Regions from separate parts of the Mus musculus genome. Here region 1 is linked to region 2. A link is a contact called in public Hi-C data. All regions are on one chromosome and are shown on one strand. Each heading gives the region's core, a stretch centred on a gene start, on an enhancer-like site or on the middle of the called end of the contact. The rest is flanking DNA. Distances are from core to core; before and after follow the strand shown. Region 1 overlaps Gm41484 (a long non-coding RNA gene). Region 2 has its middle 110 kb from the start of Gm32461.

What was found. Hi-C and Micro-C count contacts between places; a contact is called where the count stands out from the background.
Region 1: a contact with region 2 is called in a Hi-C map of uterus, with 2.8 times the contacts expected there. The contact joins two enhancer-like sites. A contact is called at or near these places in 8 of 484 Hi-C or Micro-C datasets (the 3T3-L1 cell line, embryonic fibroblasts, liver and 3 more) and 2 of 115 datasets of contacts at active chromatin or transcription factors (fibro-adipogenic progenitors and heart atrium).

The regions. Positions count from the first base shown.
Region 1 is chr16:87,234,429-87,241,477 of GRCm38.p6, reverse strand. It overlaps Gm41484 (a long non-coding RNA gene), which reads left to right. Exons shown (of 3, transcript XR_876207.2): 3 at 525-641. Among named protein-coding and RNA genes, the nearest start is that of Gm41484, 8.7 kb to the left of the region's middle. Within about 2 kb of position 2,152, at least 7 of the 459 cell types and tissues checked have an H3K27ac peak or open chromatin away from gene starts, as enhancers often do. A contact at or near this core is called in uterus, where this site is marked.
Region 2 is chr16:86,690,611-86,697,396 of GRCm38.p6, reverse strand. No RefSeq gene overlaps it. Among named protein-coding and RNA genes, the nearest start is that of Gm32461, 110 kb to the left of the region's middle. Within about 2 kb of position 2,791, at least 33 of the 459 cell types and tissues checked have an H3K27ac peak or open chromatin away from gene starts, as enhancers often do. A contact at or near this core is called in uterus, where this site is marked.

The DNA.
Region 1 (7,049 bases), core at 903-3,402, 540 kb before region 2:
GTTTGTCTGAGACGTGAGAGCAACAGGGTGCTATGTGCAGAAAGGCATGCATCTGCAAGGTTCAGAGAGTCTTGAAAGGCAGTACACACCCCCTACAGCTCCCCGTCTATTTTAGTATGGGTTTCCAAGGAGGCTGGGGAATTTACAGTGGCTCATCTTTCTTTTTTATGTTTTTAAATCTTTTGTGAATTAATTAATATCTGAAAAGAAATACAAGCAGACCATTATTTCCACATTTCAATATATATGATTATATAATATATATACATATATAATATAAATATGTTATACACATGTATTACATATATATACATATATACATATATATATGTATACACACACATACACACACACACATATATATATATATGGAAGTAGGTTTTTTTGAAATCTTGTTTTCTTGGGCTCTGGCCTCAAAACCCCAAAAACCTTGAATGGTAAATATAAGTAATTTTTTCTTTTATTAACTATTTTGCATTGAAATAATTTACTCTTTAATTTAATTTTCTCCCTTTACTTTTTAGTCATGAAAAGATGGTTTATAAAATCAGTCCCTCCGTTTTACATACAGAAGACAATGAAGAACTCTTCAGACTTAGAAGGCAAATACTGACACATTCATGAATGCCGGAATATCAATAAATGGAAATAAACATGCCAGTTTTAAAAATGCGCTTGTGTGTTCTTGTCTGTACATGTGTGTTGGAGGCCAAAGATCAATGCTAATGCCTTTCTCAGTTGTTCTTCATTTATTTATGAAATTTTAAAAATAAATTTTAAAAATTATTTTTAAGCCTGGGTTGCTTAGTCAGTGTTCTCTTGCTAGGAAGAGACACCATGAGCAAGATGGCGTTTATAAAGGAAGGTATTTAATGGGAGGCTTGTTTACAGGGTTAGTAGCTTAGTCTATTATCACCATGCCAAGGATCGGTAGACATGCAGACAGACACGGCATTGGAGAAGTAGCCGAGTGTTCTATATCCTGATCCACAGGTAGCAAGGAGAGAGACACTGGTTCCGGTTGAACCTTTGAAACCACCCCTGGCCATATAGTTCCTCCAACGAGGCAGCCCTTGTTCCAACAAGGCCACCCCTTCTAGCTCTCCTTAGTTCACCAGGTGGGGACCAAGCATGGAAGTATAAGAGTCTATGGGAGCCCCTCTCACTGAAGCCACCACACTCTTGCTCATAACCCAGAGCTCACCCACTGGCTAGACTGGCTGACTGACCTGACACAGGAATTCCCTTGCTTTGCCTCCCCAGTGCTGGTACAGCAAGATTTTTTTATAGGTATGCAGGGGATTTGAACTCAGATCCTCATACTTGCACTACAAGTGTTTTATCAGCCGAGCCTTCTCCTCAGTCCCGGAAACCTGACAATGTTGAGACTCCCCCTGGGAGTGGTAAAAGCTTTTATTCTCCCTTCATTTTAATCTGGGATTATCTGCTTTCGTCTTTAAAATGAGGAGATGTACTGTGAAGGTGAACAGGTCAAGTCAGGTTGTCTGCTGAAGGAACATTCCATAATATCCCAGAATAAGTTTTGCCCTGCATTCACTGGCCTTGACTATGGGAACTTCCCGTGACACTGCTTTGTGCTTGTGCTATTATGTGTTGTTCGAGGGATCTAGCTGCAGATCTAGTTAACTTTCTAAATCAGTTCAGAAATGACTGAACTAAGATAGGAACATGTTCCAGCTGGGCTTTACTTGCGCACACAATCTATTTTAATGTAGAAGGTCAAGAGGTTCGAAGTAGAGGCAGTTGGAGATCTGCAGGCATTGGCTATTCTTCCTGGCTTGGAGCGAGATGGGGCTTTGTGGTAAGAAATTTGAGTGACCTCTGTTGGCTGAGAATAGCCTCTGGATCCTAATTCCGAAGGAAATGGATGCTTTGGCCTTGCATCCTTGCAAAGAAAACCAATGGACGCAGTTTTTTACTCCTTCACAGGCTTCAGACCCAAACTGACACCTGATTTCGCTGTAGCTGCTATCACTTGGCCCTAGTGATAACAGCAGAGATGCCAGTCACACAGGGATAGACTTGTGACTTAGGGAGCTGTGCGGGAGAAATGAGTCTGTCCTACGTTGAGGTGCCGAGTTGTCAGTGGTCCATCCACAGCTCTAGATAACCAGCAGCTTCTGAAGAGCTTGCTCTCTTCCCTGGTGTGGCATCTGGACACTGTCATGAGCTCACGCCCACATCAGCCTGCACTGAGCAGAGTGGAGGTACTCTGGTCACAATGGGTCAGTCTCCAGAAGCCAGGCCTCCTAAGCAAACCACGTTGGATTTGCAGCAGTATCTCATGGACACAGAGTTTCTCTTTCTCATCACCCACCTCACTTCTGGAGTCTTTATGTCACGCTGAGCACATGCACTGTTTGTTCCTTTTAGAAGGCTGAATGTGACCATTTTTAGTACACGGAGCTGTTCTCTGCCTCCTGATAAAAGACTGTTTCTACGAGACACTCACATTCTACAGTGCTTCTGCTTCTATACAGCTTTTCTATCTGCTGTTGCCATTACCCACAGTCAACTGTTTCAAAAAATAATACTCTAAAATTCCACAAACAATCCATCACTTTTAAACTGTGTGCTGTCTGTGTAGCACTTTGAAGTCACACGCTGTTCTTCTTTGTCCCATCAGGATTGTGAATCATATTTCTGTCCAGTGACTCCAACATTAACTCTGCTACCTTCCCACTAGCCACTTAGTATGTGTCTGTGTTATCAGATTGTTGGTTTGTGATACCATAGTAATTGCACTCTGGTAATACTGATTTCACTTAATAGTGGGTCCAAGGCATAAGATAATGCTGTGGAAAACTTGTATATGCCAATGAGAAGTCAGAGATCCATATCATTAAGTCAAAAGATGTACGGTTTTTTTGACTTAATAAGGAAAGAGGAAGACTTATGTTCGAATGTAGTTAAAATTTATGATACTATTGGTAATCTCATATGATACCTAATTTACAAATTAATCTTTATAATGGGTGTATGTATAGAAGAAAAAAACCCACTTCCATAGTATTTATAGAGTTCAGTAATATCTGTGTTCTCAGATGTCCACCAGAAATCTTGGAGGCTATTCCCCAAGAGTAAAGAGATGTGTCACAGAGCTTCGTGGCGCTGTGGCACGGCTGTGGTCAGGAATACTATACAGGAATTCCACATGGAATTCCTCATTGCTTCTCCAGTTGAAGTGGCAACCCAATCACAGCACTTTATGATGAGAATCTTGGGGTGAATTGTAATCTAACTTTTTTTTTTTTTGCCGTTGTAAATACAGCTGCAAATTTTAAATATGTGAAAAGTAAATAAGTGGTCTTGTCAAGCTTCTGATTATGGTCAACAGCAGACGTGCTGTGGTGGATGACAGAAGTAAAAACTGCAGATGAAAACATCCCCGTGGCGATCTTATGCTGTCATCGTTTGAGCACACGTTTCTAAATATAAGCAATGTATCCGCACACGTGAGTCTGAATGATCTTCAATGAACTTGGGAGGCTCTTTCGCAATCTTGGGTCTTTTATTCAGGCTATTTTGTGCTCTGAAACGAAAGGCAGTCTGTGAAGCAGAGTCAAGTGTGAATGCACCTTAAATGATGCCACAAGCAAATGTGAGGGACCTTGGCTTTGCAAATCCAAGGTTCCATATATTTAGGATATTAAATGTTCATATCTTTGTCCTCATACATGTAACCATATACTCTCAGCATGTAAGTCTCCAATTTTATATCCTAGACCCTCAGTATACATCGCAGAGCCAGACAGAAAACAAACACTCAAATTTAGAATAAACTAGATATGACAGTGCCCCTATGCCCATACAAAAGAATTAGTTTTCCTATTTCTTAATGATGAGGGTGAACACAAAGAGACAAAGGTTCCATGGGCCATGGTTATGTACAGTAGATAGGGTTAGAAGTATCCTGGACCCCACAGGCAGTAGGAAGGGAGGTCTCACCATCCTCAAGTTAGCCTTTGTCAAAGGACAGAGGGCAGAAATCCTGCGCACTTGGGAAAAGCCGTGATGTGCTTCCAAGTGCAAAGCAATGCTGGTCCTCCAGTTAAGATTTCAGGAAGGACACACCCACCCAGTCACCTGGATAAACCTCAGCTGGACGTCACCACCTCTCCACGGGCCACCAGCTCTTGACAATTCTTGGGCGAGCTCGGGTGGCACTGTGATGACAGTCTGTAGCTTCCCTGAGCAGCTGCAGGTTGGCTACGCTGACGATGGGATTTTCTAAGCCAGGTGTGGATTTTATTTTGATTTTCATCAGTCTCATAAAACCTCGGATTTAAGGGACATTTAAGGACATGGAAGGCACAATGGAGCATCATTCCTGAAATGGGATATCTGTGCTGGCAATGGGAGTCTTCGTCACATGCTTGGGACGGCATAATTATAATAATACAGACTATGTCGCCTTTTCAGGAGTTGAGAATTCATTTACAGATCTGGTACCATCGCATAGTTTCTGAATGACCTCGGGTTGCTTAATTTTTCTAACCTTAAATTTTCACAGAAATGAGACATTATGCTCTAAATAGGGATTTCTGCAAGGGATCTCTCATTCCTTACTGATGATATTTCTTTCATTTCGGAGGGATCTCTCTCTCTCTCTCTCTTCCTTTGTTAGCTTAAGACTTGTGACACATCCTGCATCGAGTACAAGCTTACCCATCTGGTGAGTATAAGCATGTGTGTTAGTGTCACCCAGCCGCACTTTCCACGGGGAGCGAGCAATAGAGCATTTTATTTATGTGAAGTTCTATGAATGTATACGATGGGTTTCATTTGCAGACCTCATCAGCCCTTATTGTCCCTCCCACCCCTCGCTATGCTGAAACTTCTCTTTTTTTCTAACAAGTCTCAATCTAGGAAGCTTCTTACGGGGAACAGATTTTTTTTTTTTCCTGCTGGAATGGTCAGGGAAGGCCCACCTTTTTCTTCAGAAGTGCCCCCCTGTCTGTTGTACTGAGTTAGTTCCAAGGCAAATTTACAACCTTCCAAGGTTTGACTGACTTGCCATTTGCTCCTGTCAGACACAAAGAAACCCACAGCCAGTTTGGGCACCATAGTGAGAGACTCCATTTTCCCCTGTTTCTTTTTTCTTTTTCTTTTAACCTATTATTGGCTCTTTGTGCTTTCACATCCTGCACCCCAGTCCCACTCATTTCTAATCCCTTCATATCTGCTTTCTGCCCTTTCAACTGTCTCCTCAAAATAAAACAAACAAACAAACAAACAAACAAATAAAAAGCAAAACAACAACAACAACAACAACAACAACCACCCACCTGGCCACCATGGAAGCTGCCGAGTGTGTGTCACAGTGTGTCACACAGCATACTCTTTTGCACAAACAGATTTCTTAGCAAATGTTCATTGCAATGAGTCATTGGTCTGGTCCGAGGCCCCTGGCTTCTGCTATCCTGTCAATGCTGGATCCTCACCAGGACTCATGGAGATCCTACAACGTTGGTTGTGCAGGATCAGCTTCTTCATGTGCTCCAGCAGTGCAGATGTAGAGAAAGGAGGGTGGTGAGGAACAGTCTGATATGAGGGACCTGTACTGCCACCCGAGGCCATGATAATGTTCCAGCCAAGGCAGCTGCCAAGGGCCATGTCTAGGTCTGTGTCAATGTCCGTGATCTATGTTATCACCAAAGGCTATATGGATGCCTCTAGTCTAAGCTGCTGTCTGGGGTCATGCTAATAGTCAAGGACTGCACAGTGTCCTGCCCCTCCCTGGGCACAGCACTCTGGAGAGTAGCCCCTGCATCTCACCTGGACATCACAATAGATCTGGCCTTGGTGGTGTGGGTTCAGGAGAGGTGGCCCAAAAAGTGTCAGTAGAGGAGAGCCAGTCTCCTTTGCCAGAGGCCTAGACAGAAGAGCTTATCCTTCCCTTTCCCTGGGCTGAACAACTCAGCTTCTACCCAAATCCAGATTCAGGGCTCGGAGTTGGCCCAACCCAACATCTACCCCATCTGTGTGTGGACTGCTGGAGCACATGAAGAGAATATTCGGTTTCTTTTTCTCTTCCATCTCTCCACCACATACTTTACCATCATCCATAGTGTCAGGCAGGCCTCTGAATGTCTACCCAATGCACCATGTGGCAGCAGGCTGACCTCTCAAGACTCCATGTCTTCAACAAAATAAATTCATGGCTATTAATCCACCGAGGGTTTTTGCTGTTACATAAAAGCTGGGTAACTCATGTCTTTGGGTTGATTTGGCTTGGCTTTATAATCAGCTTTAGCTCCATGTCACTCAGATGTAGGTACCTTCCCTGGCCTGGACTAAGCTAAGAGATGACATTTTTGCCCTCTGCCTTGCTTCCTATGGACTTATTAATTAGAAATCCCAGCAATGGTATCATTCACCATTCCTTGTGTCCTAGACCTCAGCAGGAAGTCTCTCCTGAGATTTTGGTTCCCTTGAAGAGTTACCGTGGAGATCACTGCAAGCTGGGGAGGGGAGTCAGAGCATGCCTGGATTTTGCCATGGCTTTCTTAGTCCCTCGGCTGCTGGCAAACATGCGTGTGCGTACTTTCTTGGCACTGCCCTGGAGCTCGACAGAAGCTTGTGTGCGATGAAGCCCCTGTACCTTCAAGGCAGAGTCATAAACTTTCAAAGCTACCGAGGCGGTGCTGTCAGGATTTGGTCCTCTCAGGATTTCCCCAGTGATAGCGACAACCTTTGCAAGGAGGCTTCAAGTTCTTATGAAGTCAGAGTATAAGAATGATGTGTGTGTGTGTGTGTGTGTGTGTGTGTGTGTGTGTGTGTGTGTGTGTGTGCTTTGAGATTACTGCCAGAGAGGAATTCTCCCTGGTCAGAGTAGCATGCCTGTTACTTTAGGAAGAAGCAAAGAGACTTATCAGTATTTTTGAATGCTTCCAGACCCTCCAGAAGACATCAGTGAAAAGACGTGCATTTAGACACTCTTTACTGTGTCTCAGTTCAGTGGAGACAAACAGTGCACACTTGGTTCTCACACTGGACTCTGCTTGGATGCCTTTCAAGCATGGTCC
Region 2 (6,786 bases), core at 1,542-4,041:
AAGGTGATATTAAGTTCACATCAAAACCCAAAAGAAATATATGTACTTACAGGTACTGCCTCCAAGCTTGAAGATTTTCTCCCATTCTTAGCATTCTTGACTATTGTATTCCATTTGTTATGTTGAGTGAACAGAGTTGACACTTCATCATGACTTGGACAGTAGTGTACAACAGGGCTTACTTTTGATATTTTATACTACATGTTTGAACATATGTGTGAGTCTCAACACCTTTGCAGCAAATAGATTAGCTTTGATGTTGTATAAATCTTCTGTTTCCAATGTATTTATTCTTTTGCCTTCCTCTCTGCAAACAACTAATGATATTTTATTGTCTTCACACTTCATTTGTTCCAGAATGCTGCACAGATAAAATAGTGTAGAATAGGGTCTCTTTTGATTAGTCATCTGTATTTATATTTCCTGTATTTTGTGATGGATACTTCATACATTTAGCATTGAATACTATTCAGTCACACAGCCATAGAATCATTTAATTAGCCATTCACTCACTGAAGGAACACGTGGTTGTTTTGACAATTAAAAACAAAATAAATATTGTGCATATTTTCATATGGCTTTGATATTTAATTTTTGAAAGATTCATTTTTCTTCTGTAGTAGTTTATACATAATTAGTAATTCAATTTGTCTATTTTATGGTTTGTTTGTCATAGTGTTTCATAATTTAACCATAATAGCTGTATATGTAATCAGTTGTTACCATTTAAATAATATTTCATTTTATGAAAATAGCATGATTTTCTTCTCTAAGCAGTTGTTTATAGACATTTAGTCTGTTTTCAGATTGGAAATATAAAGAAAAAAATGTTATAAACATAACCCAAGATCAACCCTTCCTTCTTCATGCTCTGACAACAGTTGGTTAAGACCACTCACTGTGTAAATTAGCTATTTTGTATGGTTGCTTGTTATTTTCCCTCATTAAGTTTCTCACCTCCTCATTAAGTTTCTTAACTTCACATGACAACCTAGCTTTGCTGCTTTTGTATTTTCTATATTTCAAACAGTGTTAACATATTTGAAATCTAAACGTTGACATTTATCTGTTTTGTTAGCCTTAATTTGCTTATAAATCTGTGGGGAAAATTGTTCTGCAAAGTAATTAAAGCATTTAGTGTGATTTTTTGTCTTAAAAGATTTATGGACTAAAGAATCACCATATTTAGATTCTTTGTATTGAAAAATAATGAAATGCATTCTATACATGCCTAATCGCTTTGTACATTGAATTATTTTAAAGCTACTCTCACTCTAAAGAATCGAATTGTCCTCTGCTCAGATAAGAAGATATTCTTCAACAAAGCTTGTGCATTGAGAGGGTAGGCATGGAGCAATAAGAGAAGGGTCTACCACTTATCTAAACATATCAACAGACTTAACCGTGACAATCAATAGGGTGACTGATATCACAACCAGATCACTTACATGTCATCAAGAAGCTCTTTGTATATATGAAATACAAATCACTTCCCTATACTCTTCAAACATTTTTTACTATCATTTTATACCAATAAAGATATTCATATGATGGATAAAATATATCTGCAAAAACCACACAAAAACTAATTATTAATATGTAGAAAATATAGCTGTACTTATAACTTTAAATAAATAACATTTTAACCCAGCTTAAAAATTCAGGCATAATTATAAACAATAATCTTTCTTGTTAAAAGTTCGAGAACACCAAGCTGACAAAATCACTGAAGAGGTGTTACGATAGTTTAATGACTCTACTTGCAACTAATTGGGTCAAAGCCTTATTTTTTTAATAGGCCAAGTTTGGAATGTCAACCATGAGATCGTTGTATTTCTCTGCCCTTAGGACAGATAAAGTAAAACAACCAAGAAAAGCAAAAGCAAGTCTGCAGGAAGTCAAGAGATTAGCAACACCAAGTGAGTTATTCTTGATATAGAAGGTTTGCATCTCCTGTTGCTCTCTTGTTTGCATCCATTCTGTGTCTTGAATTTGTTGCATACCAATATCATGTGTGTATCCTCAATATTTTCCTAGCTTTAGAAGTCTGTATTGCATACTAACAAAAGCTTTGATTATTGGGGCAGGGGTAGTCATAATCCCTTAATTGTGTGTCTGTATGTGTTTTGTCTATGTAGTATGTTTGAACAAGGTTTCCTAAATATTGCTTTTGGTGTTGGGGTACAAGTTTAGGGGATACATATATATATATATATATATATATAGTATATTACTTATATAAAGGATATATATGTGTATATATATAGTATATTACTTAGTTATGTCTTATAAAATCTTAAAAGTAAGGGTTTTTAAAATACCTCTTTGTTATTTTTGTCCCAACTCTTGGTTAGCAATTCTCAAGGCTGTCTCACCTTTCAATTAGATCCTGTTTTCTTTTGAATAGATAGTGTGCTATAGATAAGCTATAAATTCCATTATTGCACACTAAATACATTTAAAAGGCATAGTAAGAACTAGCCATTTCAAGAACTATTATTTATCCTAATTGTTCCCATCTGAGTTTGGAAAGGATCCTGGCCTGAAAGTCTTCAACAACTTGCCAAAAGCCTGTCAGCTTTGATAACTCGCACTGCTCTGAACTTGGCTCAGAAGGGTCAGTTTCAGAGTGAACACTAAGCTCCCCACGATATCCAAGCTTGCTTAAAAATGCAGAAACACTGCCAGCTGACTTGCAAGCCACTAGATTTTCGACCTTAAGAGGCTCATGTTTTCTTGGAACCAGGGATGGGCTGGTAAGCAAAAGGAAGCCATTCCCATGTGGAACTACAGAGCAGATGGAGTGGCCCTGTGTGCTGGGGACCATCTGTTTTTGTTAGAACATGGTTTATGCATTGGCCTAATGATTTAGAATGAACCTAGGGATACAACAAAGCCCTAAATTAAGCTTATTTGATTAAATAACTGAATGCATCTATGCACTTTATTTAATTATTTTATGTTACATTAATCTTTGTTACATATAGTTTTTTTTTTTCACTTACGAATTATGTAAACATTGTTGGTGTCTTTATTACCAGGGTTATAGTCAATTGGTTTTTTTTTTTAAGGGTATAATTTGTGCTATTAAATTGTAAACATCATGAAGCAAAGAATGAAATATTTGCCTCTTCGTGGTTACAGTTACTTTGTTTAATAAAAGCCTAGAGGCTTAAGAGAGGACATTACCACATATTTGTGTCATGAATGAATAAATGCGGAAATAATAAAATGAATGAAGAAGATGGACGATGTATTTAAAAATGTTCCTTTTTTTTTCCTGGTCTCATAAACTTTCTCATTGGTGACATTTTAAAGATCTTTTTGATAGGTAAATTATATTTTGTAATGTTCCTTTGAAGTTTGTTCTTTGTTATCTTATTTATGATTGTATGTACTTTCTTCCCATGTATACCATAGTTAAAATCTGACTTATACCTCTATGATCACTATTCCTAGTTGTTAACTTGACCCCATCTAGAATGAACTACAATCCAGAAATGTAGGGCACACCTGTATTGCAGATCTTGAGGCTTGTGATCTGGATCTTGACATAGTAACTACGAAAACCTTAGGCCCTGGCAAGGTGGGTATACACATTTAATGACAGGAGACAGAGGCGAGCAGATCTCTGAGTTCAAGAAGAGCACGAGACAGAGCAAATTCCAAGTAAAGAATAGCTTAAGTTCAGACATGGTGGTACACACCTTTAATCTGGGCCATATGCTCTGGTAGAGGCCTACATAATGAAGGCTTCCTTTTCCACTGCCTGTTTGTGTTTACTTCCCAGCACATCTGTTGGAACCTACTTCTTCAGGATTCCTGTTCGTACAGAAGACCAGCTGAAACACCTAGCCTTGTGGGAGTGAGCAATTACTAGATTCTTGGATTTCCATTCAAAGTGCCCACTAATGGGTTAGTTAAGACTCCAGACTGTAAGTCATTCCAATAATTTCCTTTAATATAACGAGATATTCCATAAGTTCTGTAACTCTAGAAATCCCTGACTAATACAACATTAGAACTCCTTATAAATCATTTATCTTCATTCATTTAGAGAAGGCAACCCCTTTATTGAGTCTGACTAATACCAAGTGTCATCAGTGATGTTGTATAACTCTCGTCTTCCTGTCACCTCTGTTGTATACTTCTATGAAGCCAGTTATAACAAGAAATTCTGATGACTACCATCCTGTATGGAAGTCCAGCCTTCCCAGATGAAATATAAGAGAAAATATGCATGACTATGTCAGTCTGGAGATAAGTAAACCTCTGGTTCACTTACATGGTGAAGAGAAAGACAAAATGATGCTAGGTATGGAATGTTTGACTTACACTCAAAACCGTGGTAATTAAAAATACAACACATAAGTGGATGCTCACAGTCAGCTATTGGATGGATCACAGGGCCCCCAATGGAGGAGCTAGAGAAAGTACCCAAGGAGCTAAAGGGATCTGCAACCCTATAGGTAGAACAACATTATGAACTAACCAGTACCCCGGAGCTCTTGACTCTAGCTGCATATGTATCAAAAGATGGCCTAGTCGGCCATCACTGGAAATAGAGGCCCATTGGACATGCAAACTTTATATGCCCCAGTACAGGGGAATGCCAGGGCCAAAAGGTGGGAGTGGGTAGGTAGGGGAGTGGGGGGGGGAGCAGGGTATGGGGAACTTTTGGAATAGCATTGGAAATGTGAATGAGGAAAATACCTAATTAAAAAAAATACAACATAAGAAAATTATTGGTAAAAAAATGAAAATTATTGTTTAAAGACAGGTGTTAGTAGAATAACAATCACAGTACATAACATATATGTACTTTCATGATTAACTACACTATGAAACATGATAAATATGCTAAGAATATGTAGATCATAAATAAAATGATCAGTATTGTCCAGAATCATTTAGTATCACAGATCTTAGATTTTGCAGAATATGGAAATTTAGATTTTATTTTTTTCTTTTTTTAAGATTTATTTAATTATTTTATGTATGTGTGTACACTGTAGTTGTGTCCATTGTGAGGCTTAATGTGGTTGTTGGAATTGAATTTTTAGGGCCTCTGCTCTCTCCAGTTGGCCCTGCTTGCTTCGATCAACTCTGATTGCTCAGTCCCTGCTTGCTCTGGCCCAAAGATTTATTATTTATCATTATACGTCTTCAGACACACCAGAAGTCAGATCTCATTACGGGTGGTTTTGATCCACCATGTGGTTGCTGGGATTTGAACTCAGGACCTTCAGAAGAGCAGTCACTGCACTTACTCGCTGAGACATCTCACCATCCCTGGAAATTTAGATTCTAACACCAACAACACATGGTAATCATCAAGAACACTATTCTGGGGAGGCATCTTTGAACATCCACATGTACAGCATATATAAACATACCCATAAATAATAATTTAAAAAATAATCATGAAATTAAATAGAAGCAATTGAACATCATAGAAAGATTTTTTGCACTCTGTCCCATACTTATACTCACAGTGAAAAATTAAACTGATTGAAGTGATTTTATGCCATTCAAATACTCAATATTCAAAGGCCAATTTATAGACATATAGCCCCAAAATTTAGATGTAGATGTTTAATTGAGGAGCTTAAAAGATACAATAGTATATTTACACAAGATCTAAAGTGTTTGAGTTCTTTACCAAAATCAGATACCTCAAGTGTCAAGATAATATATGACTCTCCTTTCTGAGGGTTGGTATGTTAATATGAAGCTACTCATTAGCTCAAGTTCTTTATTCTGGTTTTCAATGAGTACCAATTGATAGGAAGACATGAACAAGAAGTTTTATTTTCAAACACATAGTAGTGGAAATATAAATGACAATAAGATGCCATGATTTAAAAAAAAACCTGGAAGAGATGATTTTAGTGTTTTGTCAAATGAGTTATGCTTTCAAAGGTAAATATTTAACCTTGATTAAACATTAGATAGTATATATATATATGAATGAATATATTATGTTATAATTCATATGTTTTATATATCTTTATGCACCATTTAAGAATTGAAGATAGGTTAATAATAACAATTTGATATCTAAAGAACACACGAAAAGCAGAAAAAAGCTCTTCAGAAAGTTCTAAGGGCAATGGCGATGAGATTCACAATGTCCCTGGAGAATGACAACAGGAGGGGAAAACTTAGGCCTAGTACTCTTCAAAGAAAATAAATAGGAAAGTGTTTTCTTCACCCATGGAAGGAGTTACAGAGACAAAGTTTGGAGCTGAGACGAAAGGATGGACCATGTAGAGACTGCCATATCCAGGGATCCACCCCATAATCAGCTTCCAAACGCTGACACCATTGCATACACTAGCAAGATTTTATCAAAAGGACCCAGATGTAGCTGTCTCTTGTGAGACTATGCCAGGGCCTAGCAAACACAGAAGTGGATGCTCACAGTCAGCTAATGGATGGATCACAGGGCTCCCAATGGAGGAGCTAGAGAAAGTATCCAAGGAGCTAAAGGGATCTGCAACCCTATAGGTGGAACAACATTATGAACTAACCAGTACCCCGGAGCTCTTGACTCTAGCTGCATATGTATCAAAAGATGGCCTAGTCGGCCATCACTGGAAAGAGAGGCCCATTGGACACGCAAACTTTATATGCCCCAATACAGGGGAACGCCAGGGCCAAAAAGGGGGAGTGGGTGGGTAGGGGAGTGGGGGTGGGTGGGTATGGGGGACTTTTGGGATAGCATTGGAAATGTAAATGAGCTAAATACCTAACAAAAATGCAAAAAAATTACAACCAATATAA